Regions from separate parts of the Mus musculus genome. Here all the other regions are linked to region 2. The links are chromatin contacts, called in public ChIA-PET and Hi-C maps. All regions are on one chromosome and are shown on one strand. The core of a region is the stretch at or near the end of the contact, and the rest is flanking DNA. Distances in the headings are between cores, read along the strand shown. Region 1 has its middle 15 kb from the start of Stk24. Region 2 has its middle 14 kb from the start of Gm33173. Region 3 overlaps Slc15a1 (solute carrier family 15 (oligopeptide transporter), member 1). Region 4 has its middle 23 kb from the start of Gm33299.

Region 1 (6,794 bases), core at 3,935-6,434, 560 kb before region 2:
AGGGGCTGGAAAGCTGGCTCAGCAATTAAGAGCACTGGCTGCTCTTCCGAAGGACTTTGGTTCAATTCCCAGCATCAATATGACATTTCAAAATTGTCTATGATCGCTTCTCGGCCTTTTGGCTAAGATCAAGTGCAAAATTGTCTATGGCTCCAGTTCCAGGGGATCTGACATGCTCACAAAGACAAACATGCAGGCAAAACACCAATGCACATAAAAGTAAAAGATAAAAGTAATGGTTTAGGGGGCTGGTGAGATGGCTCAGCGGGTAAGAACACTGACTGTTCTTCCAAAGGTCCCGAGTTCAAATCCCAGCAACCACATGGTGGCTCACAACCACCTGTAATGAGACCTGATGCCCTCTTCCAGCGAGTCTGAAGACAGCTACAGTGTACTTATTCATAATAATAATTAAATCTTTTTAAAAAAAGTAATGGTTTAGATGTTATTTCAGGAAGTGCTGTTACTCCAGTTATACGTTATTATCTAGGCCTGGTTCCCATCGCTCATATCAGGCAGCTCACAACCTCCTGAAACTCTGGTACCCTCTTCTGCTTCTGTAGGCACCCACACAGTTGTAACAGCCTCTGTCTCTCTGTTTCTGTCTCTCTCTCTCCTCTCTTTCACACACACACACACACACACACACACACATACATTAATAAAAAAAATTTTTAAAAATAAGTGTAAATCAACTTTGAAAGATTAAATCATACTTCTAGTCCCAACACTTGAGAATTGGAGACATGAGGATTGCCAAGAGTTTAAGATAAATTTGGGTTATGTAATGAGTTCCAGGACAGCCTGGGCTACAGTGTGAGATCTTGTCTCAAAAGTGTGTTAGAGTATAGTTTAGTGACAGATTCCTAGGTTCTGTTCTTAAGGCATGCACGTACACACACACACGCACACACACACACACACACACACACACACACACACACACACACACACATTATTTTTGGTCCTGAAAGAAATATAGCAAAGATGGAAGACAACAAGGGACCACAGTATTGTGAGTCACTACCAGAGGAGGAAGAGCTACGTAATGCACTTTATTCTAAGATAGATGGGAAGCTGCCATTTTTCTTTCACGTGGGAGCGATAGTTTACAGTTCAAAAGATCTACTGGAAGAGCCAAGAGCCGAAGCTGATGGCCAGACCAGGCAGAGATTTCAGGGTTTGGAAGTCATGCGCCATCTTTGCTGTGCACCCAGTCACCTCTGTTTTCTTAGCTGTGGGCTCTGGTTCAGTGGGTTTGGAGTTTGTCTGGAAATACTATGTGGGCAACCAGCCACCCGAGGAATGGAGGCTCCTACGCGGTGCGGCATGAAAACAGCAAGGGTTCAGAGTAGGGGCAGAGCAGATAGATGAGACGGTTAGAGAACGGACTCAACAGGAAAGGGGGAAGGGAGGGCTGAGGATGGGTCCCGGCGTTTGGAGCAGGTCACTGATTAGACTAAATCAAGGATACACGAGGAGCAATGTCATGTTATGGTAGTCCAAAATGGACTTTAAGACATGCCAGCAGAGGTCATGCATCGAGGAAGGCATCAGACTCAAACATGTTAGAGGCTAAAACGAAGAGAAGAGGTCAGGTGTGCACCAGATTGGAGAAGTCTGACAGGGAGTAAAACGAATCTAAGGCATCTGCATTCTGTGGGGCCGAGTACGGTCTGAGGCAGATCAAGGCTCACACTTGAAATGCCTTTCAGGAGGCCCTTTGAATCCTTCAGGGTTTGTTTGATTTGTTTGGTTTAGGTTTTTATTATTATTATTATTATTATTATTATTATTATTATCATTATCATTATCATTATCATTATCATTATTTTGTTTTTGTTGTTGTTGTTGAGGGGGATGTTTGTTTCTTTGCATTTTGTTGTTGTTATTTGTGGCCACAACTAGAGATGCAAAGGCTCATTCCTCTCCTTCCTCACCCTGTATCAGTTCACGCCCTTGAACTTTATAGTTTCTGGATGTGGGCATCGTCCAGCCAGCCAATGGGAGAGGTCCAGCACCGCCTGCCAGCCAATGGGAGAGGTCCAGCACCGCCTGCCAGCCAATGGGGGAGGTCCAGCACTGCCTGCCAGCCAATGGGGGAGGTCCAGTCCTGTGAGCAGCAACTCTCTGAGCCTTAGGGCTGAATCCCAAGCACCTTCAGTGACAGGAACTGTAAGTGTAGGGTACAAAACAAAGCAGAAGCCACTAGTAAACATGTTAATGCTAATTACTAATATTAATTTACACAATAATTTTAAACTGATTCATAGAATTTATATTCTAGGAGTGTGTCAAAATTTTTTTAAAGATTTATTTATTATTATATCTAAGTACACTGTAGCTGTCTTCAGATGCACCAGAAGAGGGCGTCAGATCTCATTACAGATGGTTGTGAGCCACCATGTGGTTGCTGGGATTTGAACTCAGGACCTATCAGAAGAGCAGTCGGTGCTCTTAACCACTGAGCCATCTCTCCAGCCCCCGTGTCAAAAATTTTAATCAAACGTTTATTAATTGAATATTTCAACTTTTTAACTTTCTGTTTTTTCTCTTATAGCAGTAATTTGATCTCATTTTCACATATACATTCTTAAATTGTTATTATTATTCCCTAAGCATAATGTTGTAAATTTAAAGTGTAATACCCACGTACCAACACTTTTGAGTTTTTGTTTTTTTGTTTTGTTTTTGTTTGTTTGTTTTTTGTCCTATTATTAAAAGTCCCTCTGGGAAGTTTCATCCATTTCCATTTCCATCGTGGTCTATAACTGCAGATTTTTCCAATATAGGTATTTTCTAAATAATAGAATTTTAAATTTCAAATGTGAGCATGTTCAGCTATAAATAAATACATACATACATAAGCATTTACTAAATGATTCTTTTGCTGCCTCATGCCAGAACATTCTTGGATCACAAGGATACAAAGTAAACCCATACTCCTGCCTTACGGGCTGCATGGTTCTTCATGGGTGTGTATGTGGTCTTGGGGATCAGACCTAGGGTCTCATGGGTAGGCACTCTACCACTGAGCTACATGCCTGGTCCCTCATAGATACTTTCCTGTGGGGAAGCACTATAGTTTTTGCTTGTCTGAGACTGACTTTGAAGTCCTGATTCTCTACATCCACCTCCCACATAGTGGGATTACAGGTGTGTGCCACCACCCCTGCCTGTGACAAAGACCCACTGGTCATATTCCCAGAATCCTCTCTGTTGAGGTTTGCGTACTGTTCCTGTCAGTCATGTGTTTTGGACGTGTCTTTATCTTTAACTACTTATGTATTCTGGACTTACTTATTATAGACTGTTATTACTGACTTATTATCAAGGATAGCTCCTTGACCTCTCTGGTGCCACATAGCTCAACTGTGGATACATAGTTTCTGTTTTCTCCTTTGTGAGCTTCCATAAGTCCACCTCGTTCAGACACTTACCCAACTTAAGATGTATACAACCCAAGATAAGTCATTTAGATCATTTGTCAACACACAAGGCCCCCCAGGGCTATGGTATAAAGTTTTATTTGCTCCTTTGTGAATGTATTGCCTATGGCTGCTTTGCTGACACAACAGTGGGGTCGAAGCCCAAAATATTTACTACCTGTGCCTTCAATGGAGAAGTATGTTGGCTAAGTTCTAAGGCTGGCTAGTCTTGTAGTTCTGAAAGATAATACTGGATTTCTCAGGGATCAGATTAAGCAGCTGCCTTTAGCCCCCATGTCCCCACTTCAGAGGGCACAGGACTTTTGTCTGCCGACTACATCTTTGTTTAGTCTTGCCCCAGCTCTTGCCCAAGAAATTACTCAGGCCCATCTGTCTCAGTTACTATTCTATTGCTATGATGAAACACCATAGCCAAGGAAACTTTTAAAGGGACCATTTAATTGAGGGCTTGCTTACAGTTGCAGATTATCATGGAGCATGTGGCTGGCAGGCAGGCAGGCAGGCATGGTGCTGGAGCTTACATCTGATGCACAAGCACATGGCAGAAAGAAAATAAGACTGGCCTGGCATGACACACTTCTTCCAACAAGGCCACACCTCTTAATCCTTCCTAAAGAGTTCCACTAACTGGGGACCATGTGTTCAAATATATGACCCTAGGGGGCCATTCTCAGACCACCCCATCTTCCAATGCCCTTACCCTATCACAGCACTTTTTGAGCTTTCATCCTTTTCATTTTTTTTTCCTTTTGTAGCACTAGGAATCAAACCCAGGCAAGTGCCTACCACCGAGGTCCAGTCTGACTTAAAACTCAAATTCCAGCCGGGCGTGGTGGCACACGCCTTTAATCCCAGCACTCAGGAGGCAGAGGCAGGCGGATTTCTGAGTTCGAGGCCAGTCTGTTCTACAAAGTGAGCTCCAGGACAGCCAGGGCTATACAGAGAAACCCTGTCTCAGAAAAACAAAATAAACAAACTAAAAAGAAAAAAAAAAAAGACAATAACTTATTCTTCCTATCTAAGATAGTTTTGGAAACTTTTTCATCATCTAAAATTAACACTTTAGAGAAATAAGAGACTTGGATCAGGGAGAGATAGTTCAGGGTTAAGAGTACTGACAGCTGTTTCAGAGGTTTTGAGTTCAGTTCCCAGCAACCACATGGTGGCTCACAACCATCTATAATGGGATCTGATGCCCTTTTCTAGTGTGTCTGAAGACAGTGACAGTGTACTCACAAACATAAAATAAATAAATTGTTTTTTAAAATGTGTACCACCATGATCCATGCATTAGAGAGAGAGAGAGAGAGAGACAGAGAGAGAGAGAGACTTGGATCAGGATCAAAAGGTGTCTGGAAGACTGCTGAGACGCAGAAGGGAGGAACTCCTATGACTGGGAAGCTAGTGTTCCTTGGTGAGCTTGAGGCTGGCTGGCTTGCCTTAGGAGATGGACCACTTGTAGACCTTGGACTCTGTAGGTTCAAAAGATGGGATTTCCTTACAGTGTTTCCATACCCACACAAAATAGCACAGCCTTTGTAAGTCTTGCTGATTCAAACAGACAAGGATGCTCCCTGCCAGATGAGGGTCCTCCCTGCCAGAGACAATTGACCAGGAGCTCTGCAACCTTAGGTGTTGTCCTGTTGCCTGGGACTGTGGGCATGGGATGCTACTTCCTGGTGCACCACAGCCTGGCACTCAGGACATTCTTAGTCTAAAAATGAGTCAGGTCAAGTGTGCTGACCTCTTTTTCGGCCTTGAATACATTGCAAAAAGAGACAAGCAGGCCTCAGCCAAGTTGGTCATCAGCAAGCTATGCAGTCTTGGATGACAGCCATGTGCTATTGCCCTAGAGGACTTTCAGGCCTGTTCCAACCATCCCAAGTCAGAGGTGTGTTTCATGCCAAAGGCATAATTATGTTACAGCAGGTGAGAGCGAGCCAGAAAGGCAGGTGAACACCCGGAAGTAAACCTGGGTCCAGATGTAACACACGTAGCCTCGTGTGGTCCTGCTCTTAAAACAGTGTTTGGCTTACTGCTTTGCTCTTGCTGTCTTGACATTGTTCTTTTGATCCAGGGTGTTATTCTGTAGCCCAGGCTGGTCTCCATCTAGTACCAGTTCTTCTAAGCACTGGGATTACAGGTGCAAGCCACCACACTGAGGTTTGAAATTGTTTGTGTACGTATGTGGTCATGTGGTGTACACAGGCTTGTAGGGGAGAAGTCAACATTGAATGTCTTCTTCACTTACCACTCTGTACCTTAATTAATCAATAAATTCAGACAGGGCCTCTCACTGAACCTGGACCTCACCATTCCGTTGTGCTGGCTGGCCAGCTAGCTGTAGGAATCTCCCCATCTCTTCGTCCCCGGTACCAGGATTACAGACATTTGGTTTAGACGGATACTGGGTATCTGAACTCAGGACCCCATGCTTGAAGGAAATTTCTCCTCAACTACTTGGCATTTTGTTTGTCTTGCTTTGTTTTGTTGTTATTTTGAGATAGGGTTTCACGTAGCCCTGATTAGCCTCAAACTCACCGTGTAGAGGGATCTTGAGTCTTACGTGACTACCTCCCAACCACTGGCATTGCAGGTCTGAGCCGCCACACCACGGTCTGGAGTTGTTAACCCATTTTCACAAAGGATGTGCATTTTTCATCTTGCATTCTTCTTGGTTCTCTGGGGAAGCCAGAGACACACCCGACCACAATCACCTATCTTTCTAAATATCCCAGGTTCCTTGTTCTTCCCACTGTATGAGGACCAGGATTTCCTCCATGGACAAGGGCCTCAGTAGCCCTGCCTATGCATAAAATTTACACTGTGGCATCTTTTTAAAAAAAAACCATTTATTTATTTATTTAGTTAGTTAGTTATTTGAAATATTTATTATTTATATGTAAGTACACTGAAGCTGTCTTCAAACACACCAGTAGAGGGTGTCAGATGTCATTATGAATGGTTATGAGCCACCATAACCTGGGATTTGAACTCAGGACCTTCGGAAGAACAGTCAGTGCTCTTAACCTCTGAGCCATCTCTCCAGCCCCACACTATGGCATCTTAACTCAGCAGGCTGTGGCCTTGATGTCTACCCACCAGGTAGGTCACCAGGGAAGTCATTTGATTGTCTAATCCTTAAAACTCATGGTTCCCAAATGCTGGTCCAAGGGGGGTTCTTGGGTACTGCTGAGAATTCAAAAGTACTGTGTGATACTTGACATTTTTTAGAAAACATAGCAAGACTAGACATTTATCAGACATCACACTGACAGGTATTGCTCTTTGCCTCAACATTAGATAATACTACGTTGTGTCATTTGCAAAGCCAATGCTATATAA
Region 2 (7,459 bases), core at 4,283-6,782:
GAACCACTTCATCTGTCGACAAAAAGTCCCCTTTCCAAACCCAGTGCTCTCGCTGTCTCAGGAAACCCCTGATGGCCATGTTTGCACACATCCTCTCTGATAGACAAATGACGACTAGGTCTCTCTTCCTGAAGCACAGGGTGAACCCTGGCAGCCGCGGCACCTGACAGGGCTTTGCGTGCATAACGGATGCAGGCAGTGTGATGTGCAGCTTGAGGGCTTTGTGCCTGATCTCAAGCTTTATCACCAAGCCACACCCCAGCTCTGTTTAAGTGTGTTTTAAACTTGTCATATATGCGATACTTATTTTTGGTCAGAATATAGGAATTCTTTAGCTGCAAGAGCCCTTGAAAATTATATGTCAACTCACTCCCCCCCCTCCCGCCCCCACATCCACCCCATAGGTTTTGCAGAAAGGAGCGAATTTTGGCTCAGATGATTAGCTGAAGATCTCAGAGAGCAGAACTGGGAAGTCGCTCGCTAGCACGGCTTGTCCTGATAGATTTTTATGGCAGAATTGGCTAGACTTTCGCTTAGCTCATCATGGGACAGTATGAATGAATCTTTTAAAAGATTTTTATTTTAAAGAAGATTTATTTTAATTAATACATATGTAAGCACACGTCCCTCGGTGTGTGCGGTATGTGTGTGGTGTATGGAGGGATGTGGGTGTTTGTAAGATGTGCATATGTGTGTGTAAGGGGTGTGTATGTAGAGGTATGCATGCATTTGTGTATGTGTATGGAGGTGTATGTGTGTGTGTATGGAGGTGTATGTGTGTGTGAGAGGAGTGTGGTGTGGGGCTGTGTGTATGGAGGTATGTGTGTGTGTGTGTGTCTGGAGGGATGTGTTTGTAGGGTATGAATATATGTGTGTAGAGGGATGTGGGTGTTTGTAGGGTGTGAATATATGTGTGTGTGTGGGGGGGTGTGTGTATGGAGGGGTGTGTGTGTAGAGGTATGCATGTATATGTAGGTATATTCGTGTGTGTGTGTGTGTGTGTGTGTATGTGTGGTATATGGAGGGGTGTGTGGGTTGTGCGTGTGAATGCAGTGCAGTGCTCATGGAGGCCAGAAGGCACTGGATCCCCTGGACCTGAGCTATATATAGGAGGATGTCAGTCATCTAAAGTGGGTGCTGGGATCTGAACTTGGGTCCTTTACAAGAGCAGCATATGCTCTGCTAAGCTGTCTCTCCAGCCTTTTATTTTTATTTTAGTGTATGTGTGAATGTCTGCATGAGGGTAATGGAGTGTGTGTGTGCACTCGTGTTCATGTACGTGCATGTATATTCGTATGCAAGTGCATGTTTGTGTGTGTGTTCCCAAGGAGGCCAGAAGATATTTATTTTATGTATGTGAGCACACTGTCACTCTCTTCAGACACATCAGAAGAGAACATCAGATCTCATTACAGATGGCTGTGAGCCATCATGTGGTTGCTGGGAATTGAACTCAGGACCTCTGGAAGAGCGGTCAGTGCTCTTAACCTCTGAGCCATCTCTCCAGCCCCCAAGGACGCATTTTTTAAAGCAGGACTATTGCTCTCAAACCTGACTGGTGAGAGTACAGGGGAGAGACTTGGGGATTTGCAGGTCTTTTATTCATTATGTCTCCCTGAGGCTTTAAGGCTTAGCTTGGCATCAGATAGAGACTTAGCTCCATCTGCTGTGCAGGCTGAGTGTCTTTCTGGCTGTCCTTAATTCCCAAAGCTGAATCACAACCATCATTTCACGTCTCGAAAATTTAAAACTGAGCCAACATCATATGCTCCCGACTAGGAGAAAGGCTAGTATCTCCTGTGGGCTACCCCTCTCTGAGTGTTTAGGACCCAGAGGGTTATAGGGTCTGGTGGTCGGGGACAGGCAGGTGGCAGGAAAAAAAGCCAAGGTTCAATCAGTACTATGGTTCCTTCTGGCTGTCATGTGGCCTTCAGAGCTAACTCTGAGCTCTTCCAAGGTAGAGAGGAAAGAATCTCCTTTGGGCAAACATAGCCCTTGGCAGTTGGTGCGGCCAGTGACACCTGGGCTAGACTCCAGTAACCACTTGCTTGTTTGAGCTAAGGGCTCCCCACGTGAGAAGGTTACCCTGATTAAGGAGGTCCTCTAGCTCTTCCCACTCCTGTCTGACAGAGGGAGGCTGGCTTCAATACTGACTGTCCTCTGTAGAGCCACTGTGGTCCCTGGGGGAGGATGAGGATCCCTGCTTTCTCCATCCCTAGGCTCACACATTTTACAGCTCAGTCCTTTCAGTTCTCAGTGGCCATATTACTCAGCATTTCTGTCGATGCAAGAAAACACCATGGTCAAAACGCAAGCTGGGGAGGAAGGGGTTTATCTGCCTCACACTTCCACATCCGTATTCTATCACTGAAGGAAGTCAGGACAGGAACTCCAATAGAATGGGACCCTGGAGACTGGAGCTGATGCAGAGGTTGCTAGTTCCACATGGGTTGCTCAGCCTGCTTGCTTATAGAACGCAGGACCACCAGCCCAGGGATGGCTCCACCCACAATGGACTGGACCATCCTCCATCAACCACTGTGGTGGTTTGAATATGCTTGATCCAAGGGAACGATACGGTTAAGAGGTGTGGCCTTATTGGAGGAGGTGTGGCCTTGTGAGAGGAAGTGTATCACTATGGAGGTGGGGCTTTACATATGCTCAAGTCTGGCCAGTGTGAAAATGTCTCCTGCTGCCTTTCAGTCAAGTTGTAGAATTCTCAGCTCCCCCAGCACCGTGTCTGCCTGCACATCACCATGGACTGAACCTCTGAAACTGTAAGCCAGCTCCAATTAACTGCTTTCTTTTATAAGAATTGCTTTGATCATGTTGTCCCTTCATAGCCATGAAACCCTAATTAAGATAACCACTGAAGAGAGCGGGTTCCTCCTCTCAGTGATTTTAGCTTGTGTCAAGTTGACATTAAACTGTCCAGCACAACTGACTCCTTGTCAACCTGACACAGACATCACTTTCCTTTCTCATTCATCCCCACGGTCTCACATTAAAAATACAAATAACTTTAAAAAAAACCTCGCAGTTTTTACAAACTCAATCACGTTAAAAATTCAAAGTGCCTCAAACTACGCGTTCCTGTAAAATAAAATAAAGTTAAATATTTTCTTACTTCGAGAGAGAAGAACCAGAGAAAAGTCACAACGAAATCAAAGCAAAAGCAAACTCCCAAAAGTGTAAATCACTGAGCATTCAATATCTGAGCTCCACTCATGGTCTTCTGGGCTCCTCCAAGGGGCGTGGGTCATTCTCTGGCTCTGAAGCACACACAGCTTGTCTTCCAGGCCTCGCTGGCTCCACTGCACAGCAGCTGCTATTCTTGGTGGTCATCCATGGTACTGCCATTTCCAAAAGGCCGGGGGGTTTCTGCTCTCATCAGTAGCTTTTCATTGACTCTCTTCACGGTGCCAAGCCTCACCTTCTCTTTCCTGGTCCCTTCAGTCCTAGGACTTCAACTGCCACCAAGGCTGCACCTTCCCCGGTGGCCTCTCCTGGCCTCTCACAGTGCCAAGCCTCAGCTGTTTTCCATGGCCCCTTCCTGACTTCAAAACTGGTACCATCTGGATGACTCTTATACTACCAAGTTCAGATGCCAGCATGAGGTACAAACTTGGCTGCCTCTGGAACACAGCTTCTGTGTGCTGACTCTCAGGAAACACTTCCCATAAGAGTTAACCTCAACCTCTTAATCACTGATAATTTCTCAGCTCCGGCTGGCCAGTATCCAGTATCCCAACAAAGCAAAGGTTTCACGTTAGTAGTTCTACTATCGTGTTAAACACAGCTGATTCTTGGGCCCCAGCTAACCAGACTCATGAAATCTCAAATCAAAATAGCAAATGGTCCCGATAGTTTTTAAACTTCCCTCTGAAACTTCACAAGACAGGCCTCATCTTTAAAAAAAAAATATTTATGAGTATACCATCTTCATGCTCCCCAGAGGAGGGCAATGGATCCCATTACAGGTGATTTCGAGCCACCTTGTGGTTGCTGGGAATTGAACTCAGGACCTCTAGAAGAAGAGTCTTAACCACTGAGCCGTATCTCCGCCCCCCTAGGCCCCATCTTCTGTTCTGCTTTTAACATTCTTATCTTCCAAGCTCCTACAGTACACTCACCAGGTACTGAGCACTCTGGCTTTTCTAGCCTCAAGTTCCAAAGTCCTTCCATAATCTTCCCCAAAATAACATGGTCAGGGTTGTCATAGCTCTACCCTACTATACCCTACCATCTTGATACCAACTTGCTTTAGTTAGGGTTTCTATTGCTGTGATGAAATATCATGACCAAAAGCAAGCTGGGGAAGGAAGGACTTATTTAGCTTAACACTTCCAGATCACTGTAGAAAATCAGGACAGGACTTAGGAGAAGGACCTGGCGGCAGGAACTGATGTAGAGGCCACGGATGGGTGCTGCTTACTGGTTTGCTCTGCATGGTTTGCCTCGTCTGTCTTGCTCAGTCTATTTTCTTATAGAACCCATGACCACCAGTCCAGAGATGGCATCACCCACTGTAGGCTAGGGCCACCCCTACCAATTACAGTGTGGAGGCATTTTCTTAATTGATGTTCCCTCCTCTCAGATGACTCTGGCGTGTGTCAAGTTGACATAAAGCTATCCAGAAGAGTGGCCATTCCAGGAGGTAAGAAGACCCTGGGGTTGGCTGTGTGGTCTCCTCTTCTCCCTGGAGAACTTTGTGCTTCAGGCTCTGAACAGAGGTAGTCTGAGCTCTGCTCTTTTGCTAACCACAGGGAACCATTTCTTCTCTTAAAGACTGAAGTATCTGCAGTGAGACCCACCCCTTTTCTTATTTTGACGTCTCACTTGTTCTGAAACAGAACAACTTCTATCATGGGGCAAAAAGGCACAAAACCAGAGACCTCTTGACATGGACACATAGCACATTGCAGTATGGTCTTTCCTGGTCTCCAGGGTGCAAACGATGCTAGGAGTCAGATCTCATGTGCAGAAGAAGTCAGCCAGCGGCTTCAAACCTTCAGTGGGAACTGCCAAGCATTCTGATCTTCCAGGAACTCATCCAGGCGTCTGGGGGAACGGCTCTGTCTTTATTTGCATATGGAATTCTGGGGGCTGACTCATTCTCTGAGCAGCTGGCCTCACTTGTGGTTTGTGCAAACCCACGCTGAGAAGTTGAGGCCAGGCTCTGGTCAAGGGCTGGGTCTAATGCAACCCTAGGGCAGCTGGGTCGCTTATATTATCTCTGGTCTTCCTGCTTTCTTCTCATTGAACTAAACAGCTAGGGGGCAGGTCCTCAGTCAGCATCCACAAAGCCACTGCATACATGGAGCATTCCAACACACTAGGAAGGCTTAGCTTTCTGTTTAGAATTCTAGCAAACAAGCTACGAACGTTTAAAAAGACAACCCCCTTCTCTCCGGCTCAGTGAAAGCAAAACCAGGCAGCAAAATCAATAAATCATTAACTTAAAGGACGGCCTTTCGAGGCTCGCTGCCTGGCTTGCTTTGCCAAGTGACAGAAGGGTCACTGACTTCACCGTGGAAAGGAAGTTGGTAATGATTTCCCCTAGCTCGCGAACTCTTGCCGCGCTTGCGCTGACGGTGTAGGACTTAAAAGCGAGGCTATATCGCCCTCTCGTGGACGCTGTGTGCATAACCTGTGATGCACAAAGCTTTGAGCTACAAATCACAAATACCGACCAATAAGATACAGAACTCAGGGAGTGTCAAACTGGATTGTTGTAATGCACACACACTGTTCAGGAACAAGTGGCACGCCTTAGGACTCGTTCGAGAAAAGCGTATCTAAGTGGCTTTGTCAAATATCAGTACTATGAATGCCCCTTTTAATCTAGCGTATTTCCCCCAAGCTTTCTTACAATGTACAGGACAAACTGCAAGTTGTGAGATGATGATTCCAAGTTAGTTAGCATATTTGTCACCTCACATACCTCCTTTTTTTTCCTTCTTCACAAGAACACTTAGTCTCTTAGCAAGTTTTGCATATGCAGTGGAGTGAAGCCTGTGAGTAAGACCAGCTTGGAGACGTTTCCTTCTGAGAGCCGGGGAATGGGGTAGCAGGACCCGAGGCCGTGTGCTGAGCTGCAGGGTTTATTGTCTGAGCTAAAGGGATTCTCTCTACCCCACCTGATCTTTACAGCTGTTCTGGGAGTCTCAATTACTTCTGTTTTGACCAAGACAATTTAATTGGGTGTCTGTTGAAGGAAAAGGCCTGGAATCGATATTGTAGCAAAGTGTACCTCAGTGGCTAATTAGTGAACTCGACCTTGGGTTAGCATTGCTGGGAGAAAGCTGCCCGCTCTGAACACCACTAGCAAGTCCCATGTGCTGTCTGCTGTTGATGATCAACACTGTCCTCGTTACCTAGAAGAATGGCACATTGTAGAGAGACTATCGGTTGTTCATTTAAAATAATCATAGTTTAATTAAACAACCTGAGAGGTGTCAATACTTTGTCCTGATTTGCACTGAAATAATCAGTGTAATAAAACTTCTGGGGATGCCTAAAACTTGGTCCAATTATAAATGCCAAGTGGGGGGACAATGAGATAGCTCAGTGGGGGGACATTAAGATAGCTGAGTGGGGGGCAGTGAGATGACTCAGTGGGGATAGTGAGATGTCTCAGTGGGGACAGTGAGATAGCTCAGTGGGGGAAACAGTGAGATAGATAACTCAGTAAGGGGGGCAGTGAGATAGCTTAGTGGGGGGGAATGAGATGTCTTGGGGGGGGGGTGGACAGTGAGATAGCCCAGTGTGCAAAAGTGTGTGTTGTGCAGGCATGGTGCTATGGCTCCATTCCCAGTACGCATGAACGTCGAGAGAACCAGCTCTGTAGCGTTGCCCCGCCTCCGCCTATCATAGAGAACCAGCTCTGGAGCGTTGCCCCGCCCCTGCCTATCATAGAGAACCAGCTCTGTAGCATCGCCCCGCCCCCGCCTATCATAGAGAACCAGCTCTGGAGCGTTGCCCCGCCCAGCCTATCATAGAGAACCAGCTCTGTAGCGTAGCCCCGCCCCCGCCTATCATAGAGAACCAGCTCTGGAGCGTTGCCCCGCCCAGCCTATCATAGAGAACCAGCTCTGTAGCGTAGCCCCGCCCAGCCTATCCTAGCCAGAAGAACAGTACAAGAGTGAGTCATTTCTGCACAAAGTGACTTTTTGTTAAATGGACACACACAGGGCCCAACAAAGCATTGATCTGGTCTCAGAATTTTGTTATTTTAAGACAGTTTACAGCAGAGCCAGCTTCAGCTATGCATTTGCAACAGCGCAGAACCAGAAGCATAATAAACACGACAGAGGAGGTGTGAAACGTATTCTATGAATACATTTGAAATGTGCTTGATTGAAAGGCAGATCGGACCATCTATCGGTGATGGGAAGTAGTGATTTCTCCCTGGCTGTCTCATTAAATAAAAGTCTAGAATTGATCTATTTGGGCGGTG
Region 3 (6,973 bases), core at 435-2,934, 650 kb before region 2:
GGCGGCTGGCCTCCCACACAGCTACTCTTGCTCGGTGGTCACCTGTTTAGAATGTCTGGTTTCCTAGAGAAACCCGCGCTCACATCCTTTAGACTGACTCGTCTCCTCCCAGCTAGATGCAAACATCCCCACTTGGCAGCAGAGCAGCGACTGCTGTTGACTGCAGCCCTGGCTGATTTGTCTACCTGCAGGAGCGGCTCATCTCACAGATTAAGATGGTCACGAAGGTGATGTTCCTGTACATCCCACTCCCCATGTTCTGGGCCTTGTTTGACCAGCAGGTAATGTCTCTCGTTTGATCAGAATGTAGTTAAGTACTGCCATGTGCCCAGCTATGCTGGGTGTTCAGCTCCTAAACACCCAGTAATTTTTGGCATCTTACTGAGTTTCTTGGTTAGAATGTATCCTGAAAGGATCCACCCGCATGTCTATTGTGAATCAGTGAAGAAAGTGAGGTTTGTTTCCCTAGGGTAACCCTGGGGAGATCTCCTCAGAGAGCATCTGGGACACTTGTGGATCACAACTGAGGGCAGAGAGAGTTTGTTCTATTGACCCAGCATGGTCAAAGGTGTTGCCTTTGAAGAGACTTGAGGACTGTTCTAATTAACAGGGCTTGATTCAACTCTCCCACTTTAAAATGGAATACTTGAACCAGAAGTGCCCTACAGAATTGAAAATGACTGTACACAAGTTCTTGTACTTGAAGCAGTTCCTGACCAGACCAGACCTGTGGCTCTGGACTTTCTTTTTAATTGTTAAAACATCCATACACATATACAGTGTCTTTTATCATATACATTCACCATTACCTCCTTCCAACTGCCCTATGCCATGTCCCTCCTAACTTCACATTCTACTTGACTGCTGTGATTCTAACCTAAGTCCAGTTAGCACATAGATACGATGCCATCTATAGGACACACACTGGAGTCCTGCACACTCCTGTCAGACAACCCAGTGCACAATACTCACAAGTCAAAGCAAGAAAACTCTGCTTCTTCTAGAGACTGAGAGCAAGCATGTGTTATGCACAGATAGGATTACTGGAAGGCTAGGCGATCCATGGAGAATGTTTGAGCAAACACATATTCCTTGTCGGTAGTATGAAGTATGCAGCAGCCTAGGAAGGGCAAAGGAGCCACCTTGAGTATGGAAAGAGCCTAACTGGGGTCAGACTCACACTCAGAATGCAGGCATTGCTGGTAGCTGGGTGATATGGGCTCATCACTTGGAACCCTTCTGATCATGTTTGTGCTACTCACCTACCTCTGCTGTGAGGCCCAAATCAGACAAAGTCCCCGGTGACTGGTACAAACTCAAGAGTCGAACAGGGGCAGGGTGGCCACTTCCCATGGGGAGCTGATGGATTTATATCGATCCACTAAGCATTTAGTCTTCCATAAAAATCATCACATCGTGTAAGAGACAGATAGATGATCTGTAATTAGGCTGCCGTGATTTAAGACCACTACTATCTTTATGATAAAGCATTTAAAACCCCTCCCTGGCTTTCTTTACCATTGTAATGTTCTAGATACTGACACTGGCACCTGTAGAACACAGGGCCCTGATGAGCTTACCCTGAGAGGTGGTACCATGTAATCACACAGTTTTATATCTCCCGAGGACAGCTCTGTCTCAGAGGTCCTTCACAAAGCCCAGGATGTGCCACTGGCTTTTGTCTTCCTAGAACTGTGACAGAGCCGAGAGGCAAATTAGAGATTTCAGTCCTGATTTAGAAGGTTTGCTGGTGATATACCACATCCTAAAAAGCCACATCCTCCATGACACAATCGATGTGTTAATTTTTTAGGGTTCCAGATGGACACTGCAAGCAACGACCATGAATGGGAAAATTGTAAGTTTGCCTGTCCTGGTCTGTCCCTCCTCCTGGTCACCACCGCCCTGCTTTAGTCCCTCAGTCCTTTCTTCTTCCCTTCCATGTTTTTTTTTTCTTTCAGTAAGACTTTGCCTCCTCTTTTTTAGGGAGCAATTGAAATTCAGCCGGACCAGATGCAGGTAGGAGAAAGGCTCAGCTCACTTTCCAAAGCCCACGTGTTTCCTGTGGTTGCGTTAAAGGCCCCTCTCCACTTCCTCTGCAGACGGTGAATGCCATCTTGATTGTCATCATGGTCCCCATTGTGGACGCTGTGGTGTACCCGCTCATTGCAAAATGTGGTTTCAACTTCACGTAAGTAGCTGTTTGGCTTGGGTTGACTGAGATGCAGTTGGTGGCTGTTTGGCTTGGGTTGACTGAGATGCTATTGGTCCAGGGCCTCGTAAATGCTCTGCTTCCAGAAGCTCCCATCGAGGTGATGGCACATTTATTTATTTTATTTTTGCAGTACTGGCAATTGAACCTAGTAGATTTCACACATGCCAGACAAATAATATTCTTTTACTGAGATAGAACACCAGCCCTCTTTTTCATTTCTATTTTGAGACAAGGCTGGCCCTATATTCACCCTGCCGCCTAGTTAGACATTGAACTTGCGTACTGCCCAAGTAGATAGGATTATAGGCCTATGCTACCGGGCTTGGCTGATGATGAAATTTTCAAAGTAATAAATTTAGAAATATTGGGGGGTAGGAGATATCTCACTGGGTAAGAGTGCTTGCTGTGCAAGCATTAAGACCCAAGTTCAGATCCATAGGGCCCATGCAAAAGGCCAGGTATGGCAGTGTGCATCTGCAACTTCCGAGGTAGGGGACAGAAATGGGCAGATCCCTGGAGCTGCTGGCTAGCCAGCTTAGCCAAACATGGTGAGCTACAGGTTCAGTGAGAAGTCCTGCCTTGTGAAAGTAAAATGGACAGGGACAGAAGACATCTGACATCCTCTGGCCTCCCCATGTGCACACATGGGCCTGTACATATCCATACACATTTGTATACAGCATACACGCACGCGCGCGCACACACACACACACACACACACACAGAGCTTTAAAAAGAGATGTCTATATGCAATGCCTCTGAAATGCCCTTTAAAATAAATAAAAATGCTATTAATGGAAGCCTGAAAACATTAGCTGTGATCATAGGATTTTTAGAAGTTGAATGTGAGAATGTGAATAGGCATTCTATTTGACCCCACTAGTCTGGTCATGAGTAGTAACAGAGAGGGACTCAGAGATGGCTCAATGGTTAGGAATGCTTGCTTCTCAAGCACACAGACCACAGTTTCCACCCCAGCATCCACACGGAGCAGTTCACAAATGCTGTGACTCCAGCTCCTGGGGATCTGGCATCTTCTTCTGGCCTCTGAGAGCACCCTCACATGCATGTGGGCATATACTGAGAGCACCCTCACATGCATATGTGCATACACTGAGAGCACCCTCACATGCATGTATGCATATACTGAGAGCACCCTCACATGCATATGTGCATACACTGAGAGCACCCTCACATGCATGTGTGCATATACTGAGAGCACCCTCACATGCATATGTGCATACACTGAGAGCACCCTCACATGCATGTGTGCATATACTGACAGCGCCCTCACATGCATGTGTGCATATACTGAGAGCACCCTCACATGCATGTGTGCATACACTGAGAGCACCCTCACATGCATGTGGGCATATACTGAGAGCACCCTCACATGCATATGTGCATACACTGAGAGCACCCTCACATGCATATGTGCATATACTGAGAGCACCCTCACATGCATGTGTGCATACACTGAGAGCACCCTCACATGCATATGTGCATACACTGAGAGCACCCTCACATGCATATGTGCATACACTGAGAGCACCCTCACATGCATGTGGGCATATACTGAGAGCACCCTCACATGCATATGTGCATACACTGAGAGCACCCTCACATGCATATGTGCATACACTGAGAGCACCCTCACATGCATATGTGCATACACTGAGAGCGCCCTCACATGCATGTGTGCATATACTGAGAGCACCCTCACATGCATGTGTGCATACACTGAGAGCACCCTCACATGCATGTGTGCATATACTGACAGCGCCCTCACACTCATGTGGGCATATACTCACATTGACATGCATACGTAAAATCCTAAAACAATAAAAACACCACCAGCAGCTTCCAATACAGCTGTCTTTGCAGGGAAGCCAAGGGGATGTGAGGTGAGGAGGATTTTCCTTTAGGGCTTACTCTTGGCTCGTCTGGGGGATGCAGGCTGGGGTTCACGTTCCTCTTGTCTGCATCAGATCCCTGAAGAAGATGACTGTTGGGATGTTCCTGGCGTCCATGGCCTTTGTGGTGGCTGCAATTGTGCAGGTGGAAATCGATGTGAGTCTTCTCCTGGGCTCAGCATCTTCCTTCTCTGGGCTGGGAGGATTAGAGGAGACTAGGGGAAACTCCCCATATGCAGCAGGAATTCCTGGAGTAAAAACAGTACAGGGCGGGGGTGGGGCAAAGTAGTCCATCAGTTAGCGCAGTGAGTGGGCGACGGCTAGGTCCTGAGCTAATGGGCGGGCTTCGGTATGAGAAAAGTCTAGGCGAGTGACTCCACCTGTGCTATGGTCTCTGTAATGGGAGATAAGTTCGTGGAATCGCTCCCAGCACAGATTTGGTGAGAAGCTTGTCACAAACGGGCACTTGGGAAATGCATAAACCGTCTTCCTCACAGAGGAACACATTTTGGGTTCTGATATCTCTCCTAAGGGATAATTCCTAAACGGATCCTAATACCTGCTGGGTGAATCTGTGCTAAACCAGCCCAGTGCTGCCTGCTGGAAATAAGGCCTTAGTTCTTAAAGGCAGGGACTATGTGGCCCATAAAACTAGAGGAGACTCTCTCTCTCTCTCTCTCTCTCTCTCTCTCTCTGTCTGTCTGTCTTCTCTCTCTCTTTCCTCCTCTGCCTCTGTCTCTCTGTCTGTCTTTCTCTCTGTCTTCTCTCTCTCTCTTCCTCCTCTGTCTCTCTGTCTGTCTGTCTGTCTGTCTCTCTCTCTCTCTCTCTCTCTCTCTCTCTGTGTGTGTGTGTGTGTGTGTGTGTGTGCCTCACTCTATGTGTCTCTGGTCTCTGTCTTTCTGTCTCTTGCATGCATACACACACACACACACACAATTCATCACAGTGAACAAATTATAAGTGAATTTTCCCATCTTAGCCATTTCTAAGCATACAACTCAGTGCAGCTCCCTTTACTGGGTAACCCTCACACACATGCTTCCAGAAGTCCCCCATCTTCCCAAACCAAACCTCTGCACCATTCATTGCCAACTCCCTGATCTGTCTCCCCAAGCCCCTGGCAGGCCTCATTCTACCATCTATCTCTAGGATGCTGCTCCAGGCAAACTACATGACCACGATCACAGAGCATTTACCCTTTGATGGTTGGCTTATTTTATAGTGCCCTCAAGGTTCACCCTTTTGAGAGGATATAAAAAGATTCCCTTTGTTTTTAAGACTAAATAAAGTTCTATTGCCATGCAATGTAACCAGTGGGCTGAGCCAGGTGTTTGGCACATGGCTCTGGATGAGCTGTAGATCTCAGAGGAAAATGTCTCCAGGGCTGAGGTGACAATGACAGTCCATGGGAGTCCTCACTGTGGAACTCTTCTCTCTCTCTTTTTTTTTTTCTCAGAAAACTCTTCCAGTCTTCCCTGGTGGAAATCAAGTCCAAATTAAGGTCTTGAACATCGGAAACAATAACATGACCGTGCATTTTCCTGGAAATAGTGTGACGCTTGCCCAAATGTCTCAGGTAAGTAGGAGAAACAGGACCTTGTATTCCATCTACCCACCCGACTTGTAACACAGCTCGGAGGAGCTGTTCTTATTGGTCCTTGTATAGACCCCAAAGGCAGTCCAAGATCAGCACATGTCCATGTCCACCTCATAACGCTTTCTGAACCCATGGGCCTCTAACTTGAGTGTGGGTACTGATCACTCTGGCACTTTCATCAGCAGGGGAGGCCCGTGGTTTCAAGCAGGGGTGCTGATATCTCTGAGGAGATTTAGAGACTCTACAGGCAATTCTTTGTAGCTGTGAATTAAGAGTGTGCTACTGGCACTTTATATATAGAAGCCAGAGGTGCTGGCACTCAGTCTCCAAGCCAAGAGTTTTCTGTCCTCGTATACACAGTGACTCTGTAGAAAACCTTGTTCTGGAGGTCATTGCCCTTGACCTCTGGTTTCCAGCCTTGAGTCTGGTCACATGGAGAGCCTTGGGGTCTTAACCCCAGTGGTGTGGGTTCATATGCTCTCATTCCTCACCCACCACAGTCGGAGCAGTGGACTTCGACCTTGACAAGCTAATGACCTTGAAGGAGGAGTTAGAAGTCTGACTCCTGGTGGTCAGGGCAGCCCAGTATTGATTTCACCAGAGCTTTTGCTTTTCCTTTGGTGTGTGTGTGTGTGTGTGTGCATGTGTGCCTGCGTGCATTTCCTATATATATGCCTGTTCACCACATATGTACCTGGTGCTCTCAAAGGCTGGAAGAGAACATCAAGTCCCTTGGAATTATAGGTGGTTGTAATTCACCATGTGAATTGCTAGAACTAAACCTAGGTCATCTGGAAGAACAGATACTCAACTGTTGAGACATCTCTTTAGCCCCAGTCCTCTGGTACTATTCTGTATTATAGTACTATACATATAGCATTATATAATATACTATATAGTATACTATACTATATTTACAGCACTATATAGTATACTATATTATATATAGTATATTTATAGTACTATATAGTACTATACTATATATAGTATATAGAATAATATAGCACTATATTTACAATACTATATATTATACTGTATATAGTATAAAATAGTATATTTATAGTATAGTACTATAAAGTATATTATAGTATACATAGTATAATATAGTATACTTATAGGACTATAAATGATGTTCACAGCATGTGTTATCCTTATGGAAAATAAAATTACAGTATAGATCCTGTGGCAATCTACAAAGAACCTTATGACAGTGTCTGCGGGATAGGAGGCCAGGTCTTAAGTCCCTAC
Region 4 (7,637 bases), core at 920-3,419, 600 kb before region 2:
ACACACACACACACACACACGCACACACATGCACACACACACGCACACACGCCCCTGGCACTGGTGAGGGACTGGTGTCATTTAGGCAGAAATCATGGCACAAATGATCAACGCAGTTCTGGTCGGGAAGAAAGCAGATTGCAGTCATGAGAAGCAGAGCTAAGATGGGGACATCTTACAAGGAAATAGCCTGTGTTCTTCAAAGATGCCATAGCATTAAAGGAGAAACATCAGGCTGACGAAGTGGCCCTAATTAGGGGAAAATAAAAGGACATGTCAGCTGGATACAAGACCAGATTCTGAGTCAGGGGAAAATTATAAATGTCATCACCAGAAACCTAGTTAGGTTATAGCATACCATCATTATTACAAAATCCTCTACTTTCTATGTAGTTAAGCAAATGTCCTTGTTCTTCAGAGGGAGTGAAAGATAGGGGGTGGGAGAAGGTTTCTTCTTTTCTAGAGTCAAGTCACAAAAGTAGAGATGTGTCAGATGTAGAGCATGTCTGTAATCCTGGCACTTAAAAAGCTAAGGCAGGAGGACTGTGAGCTGAAGGCCACCCTGGGCTACATGGTGAGTTCAAGGCTAGACCAAGGCTATAAAGCAGGCTGGAGGCCAGCCTGATTATACACAAACAAACACACACACACATACTCACATACATACTCTCATGCACATACACACTCAACACACACACACACACAATCACATACACACTCTCATGCACATACACACTCAACACACGTTCCTTATTTGTACCACCTCTTGGTCACTACACTCACCATAACCTACGTGCCCAAAGTCAGGATGTCCACAGAGATATGTGGTTGACTGGGTGTCCAAAGGCAAGCCTGACTGCAAAGCTGACTCAGAAGCTGGCCAACCGCCAAGGTCAAGCTGGACTGCCCTGCGGTTTATCTGTTACCAGATGTTTTCAGGAAGACGGGAAGTAGCAGGATTCAGACCTCCTTCCAGACCACACCTAAGTCCCTTGTATTCCTAGTTCATGAAAGCATGCTGAGGTACAACCCCACACGGGACACTTAGTCCTCCCTCAGCTGTGAGGCACAGAGATGTGGCTACACTGACACCATAGAAAGCTGCCCACCAGTGACTTTCCATGATAGAAATGACGGCTAAAGCTCAGGAGGTTGGGGTCGTGTTGATATTTTAGTCATGGGTAGACTTAAAGACATTGCAGTGACCTGTTAGGGACAGAGGTTTGATTGGTTTTTGTATGTTCTCTCTCTCTCCCTCTCCCTCTCTCTCTCTCTCTCTCTCTCTCTCTCTCTCTCTCTCTCGTATGTGTGTAGATATCCCACATGCAAGTAAAGATGAGAGAGTCACCTCAAGCATCAGTCATAAGAGCCTTTCTGCTGGTTTTCAGAGACAGCATCTTTCCTTGGGACATAGAACTTGCCGGGCAGCCTGGGCAGCCTGGACTCCGGGGATCTTCCTATGTCTGTCTTCCTCACCTGGATTATAAATACATACCACCATGCTCAGGTTTTTATGTGGGTGCTGGGGCCATACTCAAGTTCTCATGTAGAGATATCTCCCCAGCCCCTACTGCTTTTCTGAGACATAGTCTCAAGTAGCCCAGGCTAGCCTTAGTCCTCCCATCTCTACCTCCCAATTTTGGAATTATAATCATTAGCCACCATGCTCCACACACAGATAGAAGGGTACAATTTACAGTCAATTGATTTAAGAGTCTTTATTTCCTTCCCTCCCTCCCTTCCTTCTTTCTTTGTTTCTTTCCTTCCTGAGACAGAGCCTCACTTGGTAACACTAGATGACCTAAATTTTGCTATCTGGACCAGGATGACTTCAAACCCAGAGAGACATGCCTGCCTCTGTCAGGAGAGTTCTGGGATTAAAGGTGTGCCCTGACACATTCAAGCTTTGGGCAGTTTGGGGAAGGCACAGGCTTCTAGGAATACCTCAGAAACAGTGCTGAGAGCAGTGGAGAGGGCTGGGCTGGATTTCCAGAAAGGACAATGTCTGGAGAAGACTCGTTGGAGGAACAGAGAGAACATTTGCGGGTGACATTCCGCACCTCCTGCTGCTTCTGTGCTCTCCTGAATGTCACCCTGGAGAGCAGGGTTTCTCCCAGATCGCCTGAGCTCTGCTCTGAGTCACCGCCAGACATTTGTTTTTGCTCTTGTTTTCCATTATAGCAACCTTATCTGGTGAGTGGTGAGTCAGGACCAGCCGAGGAAGGAGGGGAGGGAGGCTCTGAGGGAAGGAGCAAAGCAGACATCTTGGTCAGAGAGCTGCTCTGGCCTGGGTGAGGATCCTAGGCTACAGAGGGGATGGAACAAGGTCATTTGAAGGGGACCCCCCCCCCCCCTTCCCAGTGACATCCACACCAGGCTTGCCACTAGTGTGGCATGACAGATTTTCATCTAAGTTCCTCCTAGGCCAGACTTCATTCCTCCTGAGGACAAATGAGAGAGAGAGAGAGAGAGAGAGAGAGAGAGAGAGAGGGAGAGAGAGAGAGAGAGAGAGAGAGAGAGAGAGAAGCAAAAGGGCTGGCAAGATGCTCAGTAGGTAAAAGTACCTTCCACTAAGCCCCCAGGCCCATGGAAAGAACCAACTCCCAACTGAATGTCATCCTCTGATCTCTGCATGTACATCATGTGTGTGTGTGTGTGTGTGTGTGTGTTTGTACACAAATAGACAAGTAATGAAATATCAACAAAAGCACATAATTCATTTGATAGAAAAGAAGGGAGAACTCCTTTTCTCAGCACACAGATCACTGCAAGTTAAAGAGAAAGAGAGACTTTTTCTATTCTTCCCAAACAGGCATGAATCTTCTGGTGATTAAATAAGACCCTCACCAATGTTACAACTCAAGAGTGTTTCCTCTTAGACTCAGAAGCCACCTCTTTACAGTGATGTCATCCAGAAGCCCTGCCAGTCAGAAGTGTCATGAATGAGATGGGCCTGGTCCCGTGATGGCCCATGTCCTCCTTAGGGGAGTTGTCCCTGTGCTCTGTGCGCAGCATAGTCTAGCCTAGGGGGAGCTTGTTCACTGCCCAACCTCATGCCCTTCTCCCTATCATGGGAGTTAAAGATGGTTCTCGTTTGGAAGTAGAGTTTCTTTCCCTCTCCCTCTCCCTCCCTTCCTCTCCCTCCCCTCAGCCCCTCCCTCTCCCTCCCCCTCTCCATCCTTCCCCTCCCTCTGCGTCTGTGTGTCTGTACATGCATGAGCTTTCTGGTGGCTAGGTTTTATGTCAACTTATCACAAATTAGGGCCATCTGAGAGGAGAGAACCCCAACTGAGAAACCATCTCCATAAGATCAGGCTGTAGGCAAGCCTGTAGGGCATTTTTACATAGTGACTGATGGGGAAAGGCCCAGTCCACCACAGATGATACCACTCCCCTGAGCTCTATAAGGAAGCAGGGTGAGCAAGCCATGGGAGCAAGTCAGTAAGCAGCACCCCTCCATGGCCTCTGCATCAGATCCTGCTTCCAGGTTCCTGCCCTGTTTGATGATAAACTGTGAGATGGAACCCTTTCTTCCCCAAGACATGATGTCTCATCAAAGCCGTAGTTACCCCAAACAACCTTGTCCATGTATGTAGTGTGTGTATGTGTGTGTGTGTGTGTGTGTGTGTGTGTAAGAGAGAGAGAGAGAGAGAGAGAGAGAGAGAGAGAGAGAGAGCTGTTCCTCAGGCACTACTCTTGTTTTGTTTTGTTTTTCAACACAGGGTTTCTCTGTGTAGCCCTGGCTGTCCTGGAACTCACTCTGTAGACCTGTAGGCTGGCCTACCAGTTACCAGATATTCAGTGGTCTCCACTCCCTCATCTTTAATCCTGTTCCCTGCAATACTTTATAGGCACTGTGCGCATGAACTCACGTCAAGTCTGAGGTGGAAGGAGCTGAGCACATAGATCCGCCATCTTGTAGCTTCCAGGTTCCCAGCTGCATATATTCCCACTTGGGACTTTCTTTTTTTTGGTTTTTCGAGACAGGGTTTCTCTGTATAGCCCTGGCTGACGTGGAACTCACTTTGTAGACCAGGCTGGCCTCGAACTCAGAAATCCGCCTGCCTCTGCCTCCCAAGTACTGGATTTAAAGGCGTGCGCCACCACCACCTGGCTCACTTGGGACTTTCTATTGAGGCCAGAACACAACCTCTGAGCATGAAGACAGCACATTGGAGTCCACAGGAACAGAGAGCTTCCGAAGTGTCCCCAGAGGACTGTTGCTGGTCCGAATGCTTGCTTGTGGGAAGATCCATGAGCACTGTGGACTCTGGATGTCATCAGACCCAGGAGGCCTGTTATCCTGTCACCCCGAAAGCCTGGAGACACCATCGCCACTTCACAGAGCACCAAAGATTACTGCGGTACCTCCTTCCACTCTTCCTAGAATGTTCCCTGAGCCACAACCCAGAACTCCTCTGAATGGAAGCTCTACCGCCTTCTGCAGGCTTCGTCTTTGGAGGCCTGAGTCACAGAAAAGGTCACGCAACCCCTCCACCATTTGCTTTGTGCATCTCTCACCAAGACTTCATAGTCTGAGTTTAGACTTTCAAAAAGAGAAGCTAATGACTGAAGAAAGACAGAGAAGGAAGAAGTCACCCTGAGGAAGAACAGGTAAGAGGTGGGGACCCTGGAGAGAGGTATTCTGGAATACTCATGGGTCCTGCATTCTACAGCAAGTGAAATCAGACCAACCCCTGCTGTCTGACCCTAGCCTGGCTGCTCTTATACTCTCAGAATTTGATAGTGGGACAAAATGACTCTTTCACCCCTGTTCCTCATCTGGGCACCATTAGTTCCCATCTCTGGTCCTTTCTTAAAGACGCCTGAAGCAGAAAGATCTAAGAGGCTGGAAATCTTGTACTGAAGAGCATCTATGAGACCCCAGGAGGCAGCCTGCTGTTCCTTGTAGGAACCAACCAGCCCAGGACTGAATGGATAACCATTCAATTTCTTTTCTCTCCCAACTTTGGACCAACTAGAGAAACATGGCAACAATTGGTGGTGAGTCCATTCCTGTGGGGTTTTTACCCAAATGACTTTCAACCTGAACGACCAGATTTCATTTTATGTCTTTTTTTTTTTTTTTTGAGCCAGCAAGAATGCTTTCTGAGATGTGCTATGTGCTATCAAAGTCTCTTATCTCTTCCATTATCTCTCCTCTGAGCTGAATTATAACGTTAACCTCCTTTATCAGTCCAGGGAGGCTTTCCCAGCCTTGCTCGTCCTGAGATGTCAGCTATCACAGCTGAGATTTTTTTCCCCCCTTCCCTTTCCACTTTGTGCTTATTCCTCTCCCTCTCTCTCTCTCCTTCCCATCTGATCCTGAACCTTAGTCTAGCACAGAGAGGCTCTGGTGCAATTAGAACTCCATCAGGGAGACAACCCTTGCAAGACGGAGCTGCCGCCTGCTCACTAATGGAGGATGCGAGAGCACAGTGCTCTGTTCGTTAGAGGCTCTGAGAAAGAAAAAAGAGCCCCCTTTGACCTGCGTGCCGGGAAACTCCTGAGCACGCGGAGTGGCCTCCAGACACCACAACTCATCAGTCGAAGAGTAAGTAGTTCTTTGAAGCAATCTTTTACTAAGAAGAATTAGCGTAGCTTTTTATGAATAATAATAATAATAATAATAATAATAATAATAATAATAATAAATAATAATAAGGCTTCCCAGGCTGGGTCACATTCCCTCCTCATGTAAAGCTGTGTGTCCTCGCCGACTCTGAACTGTTCAAGGGAATCTGAATGGTTAATGGCGGGGGAGAAGCTCAGGGCTGGACCTGGCTGTCACAGCGTCCTGCGGGGAAAGTCTCGGATTGTGCCTGAACCAGTGTTGTCTTCTCGGTGGCTCCTCTTCAGCATAGCGCAGAAGGATACAGTGCGGTTTCCAGTTGCTCGAGCCTCTAATCCTAGCACTTGGAGCATGGGGTGCTGAGGCAGGATGCCTGCTGCAAGTTTGAAGCCAGCTTGGGACACAGTGTGCGACTTTTAAAAACCAAAACCAAAGCACAAAACCTTGCTGGGGAGATGGTACAGTTCATAGAGTACACAAAGACTTGTGTTTAATGCCTAGAACTACTGCTTTATAAGCCGTGGATGGTATCGTGTTTGTAATCATCACAATTGAGAAGACAGAGTGATGGATCCCTGTTGCTCTCTGGCCAGCCAGCCTCTCCTAATCTGTGAGCCCCAGGCCAGTGAGAAACCCAGAATAAAAAAGGGAAAGGTAAAAACTCTCTGAGAAGTGGTACCTCAGGTTGTCCTTTGACCTATGAACACCCACGTACACACACATGCACATACATGAGCACCCACCCGGGCATAGACACCTCTTCTAGCACCTCCAGAGTAGTAATAGAACCACACCTATAATACAATTGCTGCCTCTGCACCAGTCAGAAATTTGGGTGCTGTTCACGGTGTAAGAAAGCTTTCAGCATCAGACATTTTCCACCCCAACCATTTCTCAAAAGGACGATCTCATACAACAGGGAGTGTCATCAAATTTCAATTTTAGTTTCCCATGGTGCACTGAGACCTTCACAGGATGTCCTAGGACGCAGGGCCCCTCCATTTGGCTATAGTGACCCTCTTAGAGCTTGGGATATGAATTGTCGAGCATCGGGTATGTCAAGTTCTGCCTAAAGCACTCTGGAGCCAGCTTCCCTTCTCATAAGCATTTGTTATATATATAAAACATGCTGCCCGTGGATCTTTCTAAGGGGATTGAGGACAGAACCTCCTGCAGGCTCTCTATCCTGAGCCATGGCCCCAGCCCTGGGATCCTCAAGGTGTTCTTGCCATTTCTCCCCCGGACTTGGAGTCACTGCTGCTGTGCAAGACGGCTGTTCCCAAAGATCAGTCCTTTCCAGCCTGCTTTGCACCTGATCCCACTGGTTTGAATCCTTAAATTCCTAGCCCTGATCTTCTGAAACATACTTCTTCCTACCATTCCTTATGGGCCTCAGTCCCTCAAGGTGACCAGTATGACTTTCCTGTGCCAAGCCACATGTGAAGTAGCCTCATGGAATCCCCAAGAGTCAGCTTCAGAAGGCTCAGGGGACAATGACAATTGCTTGTCTAATTCGGTGCTTAGCAAACATGGTTCCCTAGGGTGTGGCTGCACACACCTTTAGTCCCAGCACTCCGGAGGCAGAGGCAAGCAGATCTCTGTGTTTGAAGCCAGCCCAGTCTGCAGAGTAAGTTTCGGACTACACAGAGAAACCCTGTCTTAAAAAATGAAAAAGAGGAGAGAGAGAGCATGGTCCCTGGGCTACAGCCTCAGACCCACCTGTGAGACCCCCACAGCTGTGCAGAGGCAGAGACTCAAAGATGGTCCCAGCAACCTGTGTCTTACCAAGTCCCCAGATAATTTCAATACTGACAAGGGAAGTTGCCAGCATATGCTGCTCTTACACACCTGCCTGTGATCCGTACTGTCTGCCCAAGAAGGCAGAGGCCCAGCAGGAAAGCAGTAGATCTCATTGTCAGGACTTCAAAGACCTTGTATGTATAGTGTGCAGGTCCAGGGAACCCAGAGCTGGGGTAAGGCTTTGATTTTGAATTTTATGTATGCTGTAGAGCTTCGGATCACCTGGAAAGTAGTCTGAATAAGTTGTGGTTTTGTATCCATTGGC

Evidence for each region. A called contact is a pair of places that touch in the nucleus more often than the background predicts. ChIA-PET counts read pairs in DNA pulled down with a chosen protein or histone mark.
Region 1: a Hi-C map of muscle stem cells shows a contact between it and region 2, with 4 times the contacts expected there. The contact joins two enhancer-like sites. A contact is called at or near these places in 9 of 39 promoter capture datasets (the 3T3-L1 cell line, 3T3-L1-derived adipocytes, frontonasal cranial neural crest and 5 more), 4 of 484 Hi-C or Micro-C datasets (cerebral cortex, embryonic stem cells, muscle stem cells and 1 more), 1 of 115 datasets of contacts at active chromatin or transcription factors (craniofacial prominence) and 1 of 9 other capture datasets (adipose tissue).
Region 3: an RNA polymerase II ChIA-PET map of memory CD8 T cells shows a contact between it and region 2, with 5 read pairs. The contact joins two enhancer-like sites. A contact is called at or near these places in 1 of 484 Hi-C or Micro-C datasets (peritoneal macrophages) and 3 of 115 datasets of contacts at active chromatin or transcription factors (embryonic forebrain, forebrain and memory CD8 T cells).
Region 4: a Hi-C map of muscle stem cells shows a contact between it and region 2, with 4 times the contacts expected there. The contact joins two enhancer-like sites. A contact is called at or near these places in 1 of 15 datasets of contacts at CTCF or cohesin (embryonic stem cells), 35 of 484 Hi-C or Micro-C datasets (the C10 cell line, CD4 T cells, CD8 T cells and 23 more), 10 of 115 datasets of contacts at active chromatin or transcription factors (astrocytes, bone marrow-derived macrophages, cardiomyocytes and 6 more) and 1 of 9 other capture datasets (embryonic stem cells).

What each region holds. Positions count from the first base shown.
Region 1 is chr14:121,390,596-121,397,389 of GRCm38.p6, reverse strand. No RefSeq gene overlaps it. Among named protein-coding and RNA genes, the nearest start is that of Stk24, 15 kb to the right of the region's middle. Within about 2 kb of position 5,184, at least 74 of the 459 cell types and tissues checked have an H3K27ac peak or open chromatin away from gene starts, as enhancers often do. A contact at or near this core is called in muscle stem cells and uterus, where this site is marked.
Region 2 is chr14:120,830,149-120,837,607 of GRCm38.p6, reverse strand. No RefSeq gene overlaps it. Among named protein-coding and RNA genes, the nearest start is that of Gm33173, 14 kb to the left of the region's middle. Within about 2 kb of position 5,532, at least 277 of the 459 cell types and tissues checked have an H3K27ac peak or open chromatin away from gene starts, as enhancers often do. A contact at or near this core is called in bone marrow-derived macrophages, cerebral cortex, embryonic fibroblasts and 5 more, where this site is marked.
Region 3 is chr14:121,473,277-121,480,249 of GRCm38.p6, reverse strand. Slc15a1 (solute carrier family 15 (oligopeptide transporter), member 1) reads left to right here. Exons shown (of 23, transcript NM_053079.2): 11 at 192-281; 12 at 1,814-1,858; 13 at 1,987-2,019; 14 at 2,103-2,191; 15 at 4,204-4,285; 16 at 5,585-5,704. Among named protein-coding and RNA genes, the nearest start is that of Gm33299, 20 kb to the right of the region's middle. Within about 2 kb of position 1,684, at least 50 of the 459 cell types and tissues checked have an H3K27ac peak or open chromatin away from gene starts, as enhancers often do. A contact at or near this core is called in memory CD8 T cells, where this site is marked.
Region 4 is chr14:121,430,498-121,438,134 of GRCm38.p6, reverse strand. No RefSeq gene overlaps it. Among named protein-coding and RNA genes, the nearest start is that of Gm33299, 23 kb to the left of the region's middle. Within about 2 kb of position 2,169, at least 143 of the 459 cell types and tissues checked have an H3K27ac peak or open chromatin away from gene starts, as enhancers often do. A contact at or near this core is called in bone marrow-derived macrophages, cerebral cortex, embryonic fibroblasts and 4 more, where this site is marked.